3 separate regions of the Mus musculus genome follow, and all the other regions are linked to region 1. The links are chromatin contacts, called in public Hi-C and HiChIP or PLAC-seq maps. All regions are on one chromosome and are shown on one strand. The core of a region is the stretch at or near the end of the contact, and the rest is flanking DNA. Distances in the headings are between cores, read along the strand shown. Region 1 has its middle 170 kb from the start of Gm36569. Region 2 overlaps Gm36569 (a long non-coding RNA gene). Region 3 overlaps Gask1b (golgi associated kinase 1B).

Region 1 (3,794 bases), core at 906-3,405:
GTTGACAACCTTGAATCTATTTGGAATGAGCTACAATCCAGAAATAGAAGATGCACCTGTGATATACATCTTGAGGCAGGACAACAGCGTGTCTTTGACCTGTATCTTGAAGCTAGAAGACACAGAATTTTGATCCAGATCTTGAGGAGGAATGACACATACCTTTAATACAGATTTTGAGGCACGCCTTTATTCTGGAACATACCTTCTGCTGGAAGCCTATATGAGGACATTAGAAGAAGGAAGGTTTCATCTGTTCTTCATCTGCTTGCCTTCACTTTGCCAGACATCCATTCTTTCACTGGCATTGGAGCCTACTTCTTTGGGATTCCAGCTTATACAGAAGGCCAGCTGAGACACCCAACCTCATGGGACCAAACAATTGCTAGATTCTTGGACTTTCTATTCACAGTGGGTCATTGTTGAATTAGTTAGACTGAAGCCAGAAAGTCATTCCAATAGATTCCCTTTACACACACACATACACAGAGAGAGGGAGGGAGGGAGGGAGGGAGGGAGGGAGGGAGGGAGGGAGGGAGGGAGGGAGGGAGAGTGAGAGCCATAATTTCTGTGACTCTAACAAACCCTAACTAAGACACTGAGAATCATGTTAGGTGATTCTAGGAAAGACAACATATTTTTTGGTCTGGATCATAAGTTGTCAGGAAGCAGGGCTGCCCCTCTGCTTATCTTGATGAAAGTCCACAGGTACAAAGACCAAGGCACTTCTGTTTACCAGGAGAGGAGAATGCTTGATATTTTATTTATATTTTATCCATGTTCAAACATGAATGCAATTGGGCTGTTTCTGTCTTGATTTCATTTGGTCATGGGCTGGTCATGTATTGATAGTCTGTGAAACCATTCATAATAGTAAGAAAAACACAAGGCATAGCATTAAGTGACAAGTCAGCTCATGTTAGCAGTCTAGTTGATGGGACCAGCCAGGCCCCTGGTACAGGTGCTTTTGTATGTCTCAGTGTTTCACTTAGGTTGAAATGCAAATAAGGTGACCCAGGAACATGAATGCATGATGCTTGTGAGGTCAGTATCTCTGAGAGAGAGATGGTCAGAAGAAAGCATAATCTGCAGTTGGGCTGGGACTTACCACCTGTTCTGTTTGTACAAAAGGAGTTACTGGATAATGGGAGCATTGCCATTCAGGACAGAGCACATCACCTGCTTCAACACAGGCTGTAACCAGATAGTCCTTGACCCTCATCTAGGTTCCAGATAATAGCATCCAGGCAAGACCTCCTCCTGTTTGTTTGTTAAGGAAAGCTACAAAGAAGCTGCACCTTACAAAACTGATAAACTGATTAGAACTTCATTGATTATGGACAGGATAGAATGTTGCAAGTTAAAGACCTTACAATTTACCCCGGGTCATCTATCTTCAGCCCCAATGATAGCCACTCCTTGTCTACTTCTATATCTGACTTTACATTCTTGTGACTATCAGGTGAAACCTTTTGGAATGCACTAACAATCCTCAAGCAATTCAAAAGCTAAGGATATCTGCAGATAGTATCTGAGGCCTAAGCCGAGATCCCTAATCAATGACATCTTGATTTATAACTTTATTATGCTACCATACAAATGTCATAAAACCAGTGCCACACTGGAATGTGTAATATGCAGTGATCTAAATCTATGTTCCAAGGTCATGGTCACTCTACTTGGCACCAAAAGCAAGAGCCTCTTACCCTTTTGAAATAAAAGATTTGTTTCTTGAGTCAACAGCTTACGAAGTCATATGAAAATGATTTCTAAGCTTCATTATTGCTTTGTGAATTTCTCTAATAGTATGTAGAATAACAGACAGCATTTGCTGCAGTTGGATCTTCCTGTGGTAAAGAGCAAAGACTGGTGTCTTTTATTTTTGCCTTAAATTCTGGCTCTTTATCTGGTCATTTATATGCTAGAAACAATAGGGTTCCTGGTTTTCACTAGAATCAATGCTGAATCTTGCACCAGTGTGAAAACACTAAGACTCTTTCTCAGAAACTTCTGAAAATCATGCTACCCTTCGGAAGTTATGGGCAATCTTTTGTAGCTTAGAGAATGTAGCTGTGAGAAGAGGAGAGGACTCAAGGCCAGCTGCTGGGGAGAGCGGAGGGGGAGGGGACGGGAGATAGGAGGAAGGCTAATCAGGGCCTTCTGAGCTGCAGTTAGATAGCAGCAACCCCTGGGGATGTGACTCAGCCTCAGCAGTAGATAGCATGCTGACCACATGAACACAAGGACAGTATTCCATCCTAGACAAGTAACTTCCTCCCCCAGGGGAAAAAAAAGGAAAGAAAGAATAAAAAGTTCTAGTGTGGCATGTATCTATGCATAACACTCATTAACATATGGTTGACTTTTCCAAGCTAGAAATGAGATTTTGAATGTTATCATCATATAGAAATGGTAAATATTTGGAAAGATGTGTGTAACCTGACTTAAACATGCAATGTATACTTAAATTGAAGTATCAAAGTATACTACAGTAATACATATAGTTTCTATCTTTTTATGTGTTCATTAAAAACTAACTCTTAAATTTTTAAGAAAGTAAAATAATGGGGAAGAGACATGAGAGTGGCTTTAAAAGTCCCTGTGGGATTATAGAGAACAAACAATCAGGCGTCTGGGATGTTCACCAAACCTCAAGAAGGAAACTTTCTAAGGAGAACAAACCAAAAAGCAAAACAAAACAAACAAAAAACCATGCTGCTGAAATTTAATTTACTCATCATAGAGTTACCAGAATTTCTCAGGAAATTTACAAATTGGTTCTTAAGTCTATACAGAAATAACAAAATGTTATTTTGTTATTCATCGACATCTGGAAAAATCTTAAATAGAATAATACATAGTATTAGAATAACCATAAGAAAATAGTCACACACACAAAAAAAAAAACCCACAGGAAACATTAGCAAAGCTGCAAGTGTTTTCTATAACTGGGAAGCAAACACAGTGTTCAGTGTACAGCGTTGAACTTCTGAGGAAGCAAGCATTCTGAAACACTGCCAGGATGCCAAGGTTGGTGCTGGCTGAATGACGCTGGAGAATTGGACAGCATGAGATAGCATAGCAACGTGACCCTCACTTGCCTCTAGAATCCTCTAGTAGTCAATGTACTTGTGCTGAATTGATGCCAGTGTCACACCCATGAATGTCGTGATCTGTGGCATTCTTAAATAGAATAGCCAAGCCTCAAACATGTAATCACAGTAACACATGTGTGCACAGAGGGAGAGAGAGAGAGAGAGAGAGAGAGAGAGAGAGAGAGAGAGAGAGAGAGAGAGAGAGAGAGAACTCTTTGCAAAATTAATTACAGCCTGCCTTAGACTCTGATGGGGTGAAAGTCAAATGAAGATATGCCAAGAAAGGAGGGGGGTGGCACACTGGTTATATACTTGGATTGAAGATCTGTGTCACTTCTAACAACAGTTGCCATGATGTTAAAAGATAAATTGACCCAGAAGGATAATAGGTAGGACAAGAAAGATGAAAGGTAGGAGAGAACTTTGAGTAAGAAGAGAACACATCGTAGAACCACAGCCCTGGGTATCTGTGGTCCAGTAGTAGGATAAGATTCAGGAAGTTTCCTGGACAGGAATGAGGATGCACTGTAATCCAGCACTCAGGAGGCTAAGACAGAGGGCCAGGAGACTGAAGTGGGCCATATCGTGGATCTTCATTTAAAATATAAGAGGGAAGAGGGTTCACTCATAATAATCTTTAAAATGTAATAGCATCACATTTCATCTTTATAATCGTAAGAGTGGTTATATTTTGTAAAA
Region 2 (3,794 bases), core at 474-2,973, 190 kb after region 1:
CAATGGCAGCACCTGCAGGTCAGAATAAATGATGCAGCACTAGATGCTGATTGGTTTGTTTGAGACAATGTAGAACTGACTCATAGGAAGGCTTACCGAGGACCAGGCTCTAAACTGAGGCCCATCTTCATGAACGATTCAGTTCGACCTCTTTAGCATATAGGATGAATATATGCATATGATACAGAATATTTCAGTTGACCTCTTTAGCATATAGAATGAATATATATATATGATATAGAATATACCTATATAACAGCCATAATGAGAAAAGCCCCCTCAAGTCACCAGAGAAGGGGTCCTGAATCCCTGAAACTGGCAAGAAGCAATGAGCTAAAAGATGAGACGAAGCCAGGTCACCATCGGGGCTGGAATGGGGCCAGTAAGCAGACCAGTGAAGCAGAAAGGGCAGCAGTGAGGCGGTAAGGATGGGAGTCAGGGTCCTGGTGAGTGGTTTATCTTGCAGTATCTTTCTGTTAGTGATATTTTAAAGTGAGTAAGCAAAATAACTTCTTTTTAAAATTATGTTTGTTTAGTTTGCAATCATGGTCCTATCAAAGGGGAAGAGGGAAGATGAGGAGAGAGAGAGAATCCCAGACATTGTGAATCACGTCCATAATCTCAGCACTGACAACTGTTGTGATTTTTAAAGTCAGCCTAGGCTAAACAGTGGGTTCTAGGACAGCTAGACTGTCTCAAAATGCTACCCATCACCACCTCACTCCATCCCCACCAAATCTCTCTCCTGTATCCTAACCGTATCTATCCAGTCTCAAGACTTTCCAATAGCACAGCCTAGGAAAGTCAGGTCAATACTATCAATGCCGTCATCTCCACATACCACCAAGTTTGGAAATGTCATTTCTGTCAAAATATGTCCAGGCTTCCTAACACTGAATACTGCTATGACAAAGTCAGACTATAGAGCCCATTTTTTTTTTGACTCACTAGTATTCAAAGTTATCAGTCTTACCTGTAGAGCCCTTGATGGAGTTGTGTTTCCCATTTTCTTCATCCTGGGCTCATTTCCAAGTGACTGGGAGTTCATGTTGTACTTTTTGTAATTCAGACAGAATAAACTGCTCTCCCTCTCCCTGGCTCCTAGTTATCTATACTGCCTATGCCATCCTTGCCCAGCTCCATGGCCTTCCCCAGGCCTAGCCTTGCTTTCTCCCCTATTCTTGTTTTGACAAACCTGTTCCTTGCCCTAGAAGAACCATGCTTGCATGCCTGATGGGGATCATCATTTAAAAAAAAAATAAACCAGCATTGGAGTATGGCTTTCAGTGGCAGGGATGTGAAGACCAGGAGTTAAAGGCCACCTGGAACTACATAAGAAGACTCTAACTAAAAAATAATAATAATATTACAAACAAATAAAAGCAGACTGTAAAGGAGTCGATAATGAAAGCTAGAAAACAACTTTGTGCCAAGAAAATAATTCAGACTCACATAAGAGCTTGTCCCAGGGAGGTCACCATAAAATTGATAAAGCTAAGACACATGGTGACTGACATAGCTTAAAAGTCAAGGTAGGAGGAGAGGAGGTCAAGGGTAGAGAGCTTAGTCTGAACAATGACTTCAACGTGCACAGGGTATTTCAAAAAACTAGTATTGTGCCAAGCTCGATTCCAAAGCACAATTCCCTCCCTCCCCCAGTAGCACGACACGCCAAGTCCACAGATGAGGAACTGAACGCACAGTTCCTGTTAACGACTTGGGCAACGTTCCTTGCTGTGGTCATTAACTAGGAGGGCACTTACACAGAAGTGGGGAGGTTTAGGAGCAGTGTTCAGAGCTTAGCTTTAGACATTTTAAAGTCTGGAGACTAGTCATTACCCACCATGCCAGGCCCACCCCTCCTGCTAGCCAGTATCTGTCCAGAGAAATGCCATGCAGGGCTTTTACCAATCTGGCACTTGGGCCTCTGTAAATTAGTTCTCCACCAGAGCTAGGATCCAAAGGAAAAATGGCCATTTGCCAAGTCTATTCTGATTTCTGTAGTGTAAATATCTATACTATTTCCCATTTCAAAGCACTGATTGATTTTGATCAATGAGGGGATTGCTGCGTGTTCTCCATCCATGCTGGGCTGTACCACTCGCTGACTCGGGCATTTAGAATAACTTAAAAGTCCCAGCAAATATCCAGCTATGAAAATTCAAGGCTGCCAAGTGGGAAGGAGAATTTATGGTTGTTGCTGTGCCCAAAGTAGTTATGAAAATAATTTAGACTTGGACTGGAGATTGCATTATAGATTATAAAGAATAAACAGATTAAATTCAAGGATGTGGACCAACAGGGGCTGGGGTAGCAGCTGATTCTCAGCTCTGACAGAGGGTGGAGGTGCAGACAACTGTGTCATAAATCTCAAGATTTCAAAGACAGACTAATCCATCAGAAGAAGCCCCGGAAGTAGGTGGAAGAAGAAATGCAGGCATGATCAAAAGAGGTGTCAGAGGTCTCCAGTGGGAGGCAACATCCGTGTCCTTGTGTCCTGCATTTTTTCAAGTAAATCCTCTAAGCCACCAACTGCAGAACTCTAGTGGGCAATTAAAATAACTCTCTCAAACAAAAAGTCCAGTGGCCAGATGTGGAATATCCCATCTTCCAGATGATCAGGAGGGTTCCAGACATACGAAAAACCAAAAAGCAAGAAACAAACAAAAATAATAACAAAAGCAGGCTATTGCCATTGTTCTTAGTAGCCCACAAGAACTTGGTGGTAAGTCTCTATTGCTGGAGACTTCACACACTTTCGTCACAGCTTGTGGTGAAACAAATTGGTACTGACCTGGAGGCTTATGATTGACTAGAGTTTTCAGTGCTGAAAGATGCGATGCAGGCTGCTGAGGGAGAAAAGTCACCAACAATTTTGCACTGCTGTGAACCCTGAGAGCTACAGTAACAACCAGCCTGGCAAGAGATGCTTACTGGAGTGATAGTGCCATGAATAGTATTGGGATAACCAGACACTTTCTGATCAGACTAAGGCCTGTCCCAGAGGAATGAATGAAAATCTCTACTGCAAAACTTGCCAAAACCCCATCACTGGGGAGGTTATAGAGAGAACCTGTTACTATTATTCTGCTAAATAGGCAGAATATCAGATGATCTTATAAATCCTTAGCCTTGTGCCCTTAGATTAAAACAGCTCTCAGCCTCATCAGAGAGTCTCTTTTTGCAATGGGCATCAATTAACAGAGAGACTCAAAACTGGAGAAAGTAAAAAGAAGAAGTGCCTGTAGAGTAGTCAACCCTAAATAAGACATCTGTGTCACACCCTGGCCTGACCCTGACAAGGGTTAGGAGCGTTATAAAATAGAGTAGATATATATTTAGAGCCAGAAGTGAGAGGGAGAACTGCCGTGACATAAGGAGTTCTTCACACAACAGGAAAGTTGCACTCATGAACAGACAGGTCTACATGCACTAGACCTGCATACAATCAAGCCTGCCAGTATTTCCTCGGAGATGAGACAGGGCTCTAAGAGAACCCACCCACTACTATAGTATATATTGGCAATCTGAGGTCTCTCATGATCCATTAGATATTCGAATCCCATGCACACTGGGCAGCACTAATTGAACACAATGTCTCAAGAAAAAGAGGAGAAAGGAAAGAAGGAAGATGACACGAGGTTGCAAGGGGAATAAGGGGAGGTGTTCCCGGGGAGTTAAGGGTGGGAAGGTAAGAGGTGGGTTTGATCAAAATACGTTGTATATGTATGTGAAATCCTTGAGGAATAACTTTTTAAACTCTTTTTCAGTATCGTATGACTGAATGGGTACAG
Region 3 (3,794 bases), core at 897-3,396, 150 kb after region 1:
CTGAGGTTAGGGTTCCATGTCAGAGACAAAGACACCATCAGAAGCATTCTCCAGAACGCTGCTGTATCACCCCCAATGCAACTAGAGATGCAAAGAAGTGTGAAGTGGATACCAGTGGCTCTGTCCTACGTGTGCAGTTCACATGTGTCAGACCCAAGGATTTCCTGACTTTACTAGCACTAGTCATTCTGCAGTGGGCTCATTTGTCAGCTTGCAAGGAAGCTGTCAAAATACATATACTTTCCATGCCTCGGTTCCCCTATATGCAATATAAAGGGGGCTTATTTCACAGCCTTCCTGTATTGATTAAGCTTACAAATGAGATAATACATACATAACACATAACCTGTCTATACCTTAGAACTGAACTCAAACGTTGTTCAAGGTAACAATACCAGGTGACTGTTGTCTGCCTCTCTGCTCCACTAAATGGCCTGCCCACTGGCTTAGTCTTCACTATCAACTCTGCATCACTAACACCAAAGGCCATTCTCTAGGTCAACAGTTCATTCCTTAGACGGTGACTAAGCTAGTGTTTTCTCTACATTTTTTGTTTTGTTTTGTTTTTGAAACAGAGGGTCATGTACATTAGACTGGACTTATAACCTCGGAGGATTCTGTTTCCACTCCTGTCTGTTTCCTTCTTTCCAGTCAAACACACATACTAACAAAAAAGGAGGATGTTTTTATATATGTTCTAAGACTTTTCAGTTCTAAATTCTCTCCCAATAACAATTTAGCAATATGGTAACTTAAAACTACAACCTTGTAGACACTCCAGATGCTGAAGTTTCCTTTGAGGCCTTACAACAAGTCTTAGGAAGCCACAGGAGATTGGATAAACTTACCTGTAACAAAAAATCAAAGAGAGCCATCTTGGACCACTCGTGGTGATGGATTTCAGTGCAGTCCCACTCAGGTCTGGGAACCCGGCCATTCAGCCAGCACTTCTGTTTTAGCAACCGCTGATAAGTTCCCCAGGTGATCTTAACAGAGGAATGGCTATCATTGCTTGCAGATGCTAGAGATGAGTCCCAGAGAATGATAGGGCGAGGTCGGCCATCTACAGAATCAGAAAGCAAATAGTTCACTCAGCATGCTGCTGCATTGAATAGCAAATGTCCTTGGGCAGATCACTCACTAATTCACGTCCTCTCTCACCTGTCGGGCGTGGGACATTTTGTAACCAAATTCCAAGGTCCCTGTGTCTTCACAAGTTTTAAGACTTTTATATAAATGACACTCCTGGTCAGTTATAAGTCTTATGAAGTGGAAAGTTACTGTAGACAGTAAAAGAAAATTTAACAAGATTTATGGATGTGGCAAGAACAGGCTCCTAACTACTACTCAAGCATCCTCTGGTTTAGTGTGGTTTTACTCCACATCTAAAAAAGCAGCCGCCACAAGAAAGGAAAGAATCCAGACATTTATAATTGTCTATTCAAGGTCTGAGCAGAGCGGTCTCTGTTTGTAATAACAGCTGTCTGATTTTCTGAGGCTACATCAGCATGCCAGGGGTGGGGAGAATTTTTAGAAGTCCCAGATTCAAAAGAGAAAATGGATGCTTCGCATCAATTTCTGGAGTCACCAAAGAAGGAAAGCAGGAAAAAGACTGCTTTGGTTTCTGTTTTTCTCTTCTGATAGAAGAGTGTGAGCACAGCAGTGCTCTTGGGAAGGTGGTCACACATTCACACATAGCCTCACAAGGTGTCTTTAAGCAAATGTCACTTCTTCAACTGCATGTGCATAGATGATATTTTTTTTAAATGTCACTAAAGTTGTTTAAATCTCAGTCACTGGATAGAAACGCCATTTCACTGCTCAGCTGAATAAAGTATAATACATCCCTGTGGAATCCTCATCAACAGGAAAGACCTCGATGGAGTCTATTGAACAACAGTTCAGGCTTAAAACCAGAACTGTCATTTGCAAGCCCCCATTTCATCCAAGCAAAGTCCCAGAGATGGTTATGGCCAGGGTTACTTATGATTCAAAAGTCAGCACAGTGCTCTTGAAGAAAACAACTCAATTACAAGCATCTAGGAAGGCAGCCCCCTTAACTCATTCTGAACAAGCCTGAACAGAAGAGCCCTCAGGAATTCTGATGGGAGTGTCCAGACATGCCAGGAATTTCGGAAAGCCCTTTGAAACAGCCTGGGATGTTTGAAATCTACAACTTTCCTCACCTAGCTAGAAACTCAACCCCCCTTGCTTGAATCTTGTAGTGCTCTTATCTGCAGGAAACAGCTGCTGGACCCATTCGGAAGTTGGTGGCACACCAACGGTTTAAACACATTAATTCAACCATTCTAATTGCCCCCCACTCCAGCCTGTCTCGAAGGAAACTCCTCCGACGTCTCATTGATAGTGTCGGGTAGAGCATTTGGAAGGTCTTTGCTTTATACACAGTAGGTACATCACAGTCAATGACACACAGTTAAGAGAAAGAAAGACCCGCAAGCTGACCCAAAAGATCATCAGTTACTGTTTCTTTCCTCCTCCTCCTCATTTCTTTACTAAGTGGTTGAGGCTCCTGAGACCTAATTCAATTCTAAAACAGAAGAGCTAGACAATCTTGTATATCCCAAATACTGTGCTGATTTTAAAAAGGAGAAAGAGAAAGAATAAACTTGTGTACGATCTGTCTATCATATGAGGAAGATGAGCTGGGCCAGTGTGGTCAAATATGAATAGAAAATATCATGCAACTTTCTGAGACAAGCACATGGGACAACTGAACTGTGAGAGGCTGTGAGCCAGTATCCTGGACACGGCCACTCACCAACAGCACTTCTCATCTCAGAGCGAGGAAGTGTTCAAAGGTAACTAAAGCCTGATACTGCATGTCCACAGGACAGTCACTACAAGAACAGGCAGGAAGCTGTTTCCTGTACAACCCAATGGCCAGGAGGAGCAAGAAGTGATCTACAGAAGTCAGAGAAATCTTCTTGCTTCTCTCCACATATTTAAGAGCATCCATGCCTTACTATAAAATTAAATAAAAAGAAGTCTCCTCATTTTAGGCAATGAAGAACACTCTGCATGAGAACATATGAGAAGAAAAACCCAATTGTCTGCTGTCCACGGCAAATGGTTGTTTTGTTTTCTCAGGTTTTCCTGCCCTCTTCACTCTCACTTGAATAAATAAATAGCTTCAAATTTTTAGGAAGAGAACATGGTTAACTCATGACTGAGACTTAGACTATGGGACCCAACAGACCTCTTGCTCTCTAATCTGACTTCCTTGTCTAGTGACATTAAACAAGTGACAAGTCCTGCCTGCCTCTTCCTCCTCCATGTCACAGGGCTGATCATGTATCTTCATAAACAGACTCCACGATTATTAAATAGGACTGTGTATAAAGAAAAATTTCTTTCTCAAACTTTTATCACCTCTACCTGGTGCAAACATTCAGACTTCCCTTCCTCAAGGTTTTTGAGCATATTTAACATATAATTGTTACCTGTAGCCACCCCACTGTTGTAAGACCAGCATGTTAGATAGGTTTACCCTCATTTGTACATTATACGGTGTATGCCTGTAACTAATAGGTAAAATTTTTATGTTGCCGTATAAAAATGCAAGAAAAAAATAAAGCAAATAAATAAAACCCCTCATCCTAGTGTTTAGCATAAATGCATAATTAAGGATGATTTTTATAGCAGCTGTTTCTACACATGCACCTCCAACAGTCTTATAAAACATAAGCCTTTACCCAACCATTGTTGCTTACTGAGCAACTGCTATATGCCAGGTAGTGTTTTGGAGCCTAAAGCTAAATTGTAAACAAGTA

The links. A called contact is a pair of places that touch in the nucleus more often than the background predicts. HiChIP or PLAC-seq counts read pairs in DNA pulled down with a chosen protein or histone mark.
Region 2: a Hi-C map of bone marrow-derived macrophages shows a contact between it and region 1, with 33 read pairs. The contact joins two enhancer-like sites. A contact is called at or near these places in 6 of 39 promoter capture datasets (embryonic stem cells, frontonasal cranial neural crest and neural stem cells), 8 of 15 datasets of contacts at CTCF or cohesin (the NIH/3T3 cell line, embryonic stem cells, hippocampal excitatory neurons and 2 more), 157 of 484 Hi-C or Micro-C datasets (3T3-L1-derived adipocytes, 8-cell embryo, the AML12 cell line and 78 more), 19 of 115 datasets of contacts at active chromatin or transcription factors (the HPC-7 cell line, SST interneurons, VIP interneurons and 12 more) and 1 of 9 other capture datasets (adipose tissue).
Region 3: an H3K27ac HiChIP or PLAC-seq map of trophoblast stem cells shows a contact between it and region 1, with 7 times the contacts expected there. The contact joins two enhancer-like sites. A contact is called at or near these places in 1 of 15 datasets of contacts at CTCF or cohesin (the NIH/3T3 cell line), 9 of 484 Hi-C or Micro-C datasets (the 3T3-L1 cell line, the G1E-ER4 cell line, the HPC-7 cell line and 5 more) and 4 of 115 datasets of contacts at active chromatin or transcription factors (the HPC-7 cell line, extraembryonic endoderm stem cells, heart atrium and 1 more).

The regions. Positions count from the first base shown.
Region 1 is chr3:80,051,437-80,055,230 of GRCm38.p6, reverse strand. No RefSeq gene overlaps it. Among named protein-coding and RNA genes, the nearest start is that of Gm36569, 170 kb to the right of the region's middle. Within about 2 kb of position 2,155, at least 48 of the 459 cell types and tissues checked have an H3K27ac peak or open chromatin away from gene starts, as enhancers often do. A contact at or near this core is called in the G1E-ER4 cell line, the HPC-7 cell line, adipose tissue and 3 more, where this site is marked.
Region 2 is chr3:79,862,895-79,866,688 of GRCm38.p6, reverse strand. Gm36569 (a long non-coding RNA gene) reads left to right here. Exons shown (of 3, transcript XR_375740.1): 2 at 3,771-3,794. Among named protein-coding and RNA genes, the nearest start is that of Gm40073, 12 kb to the right of the region's middle. Within about 2 kb of position 1,723, at least 23 of the 459 cell types and tissues checked have an H3K27ac peak or open chromatin away from gene starts, as enhancers often do. A contact at or near this core is called in adipose tissue and bone marrow-derived macrophages, where this site is marked.
Region 3 is chr3:79,905,858-79,909,651 of GRCm38.p6, reverse strand. It overlaps Gask1b (golgi associated kinase 1B), which reads right to left. Exons shown (of 4, transcript NM_133187.3): 2 at 849-1,063. Among named protein-coding and RNA genes, the nearest start is that of Gm36569, 21 kb to the right of the region's middle. Within about 2 kb of position 2,146, at least 56 of the 459 cell types and tissues checked have an H3K27ac peak or open chromatin away from gene starts, as enhancers often do. A contact at or near this core is called in the G1E-ER4 cell line, the HPC-7 cell line, heart atrium and 1 more, where this site is marked.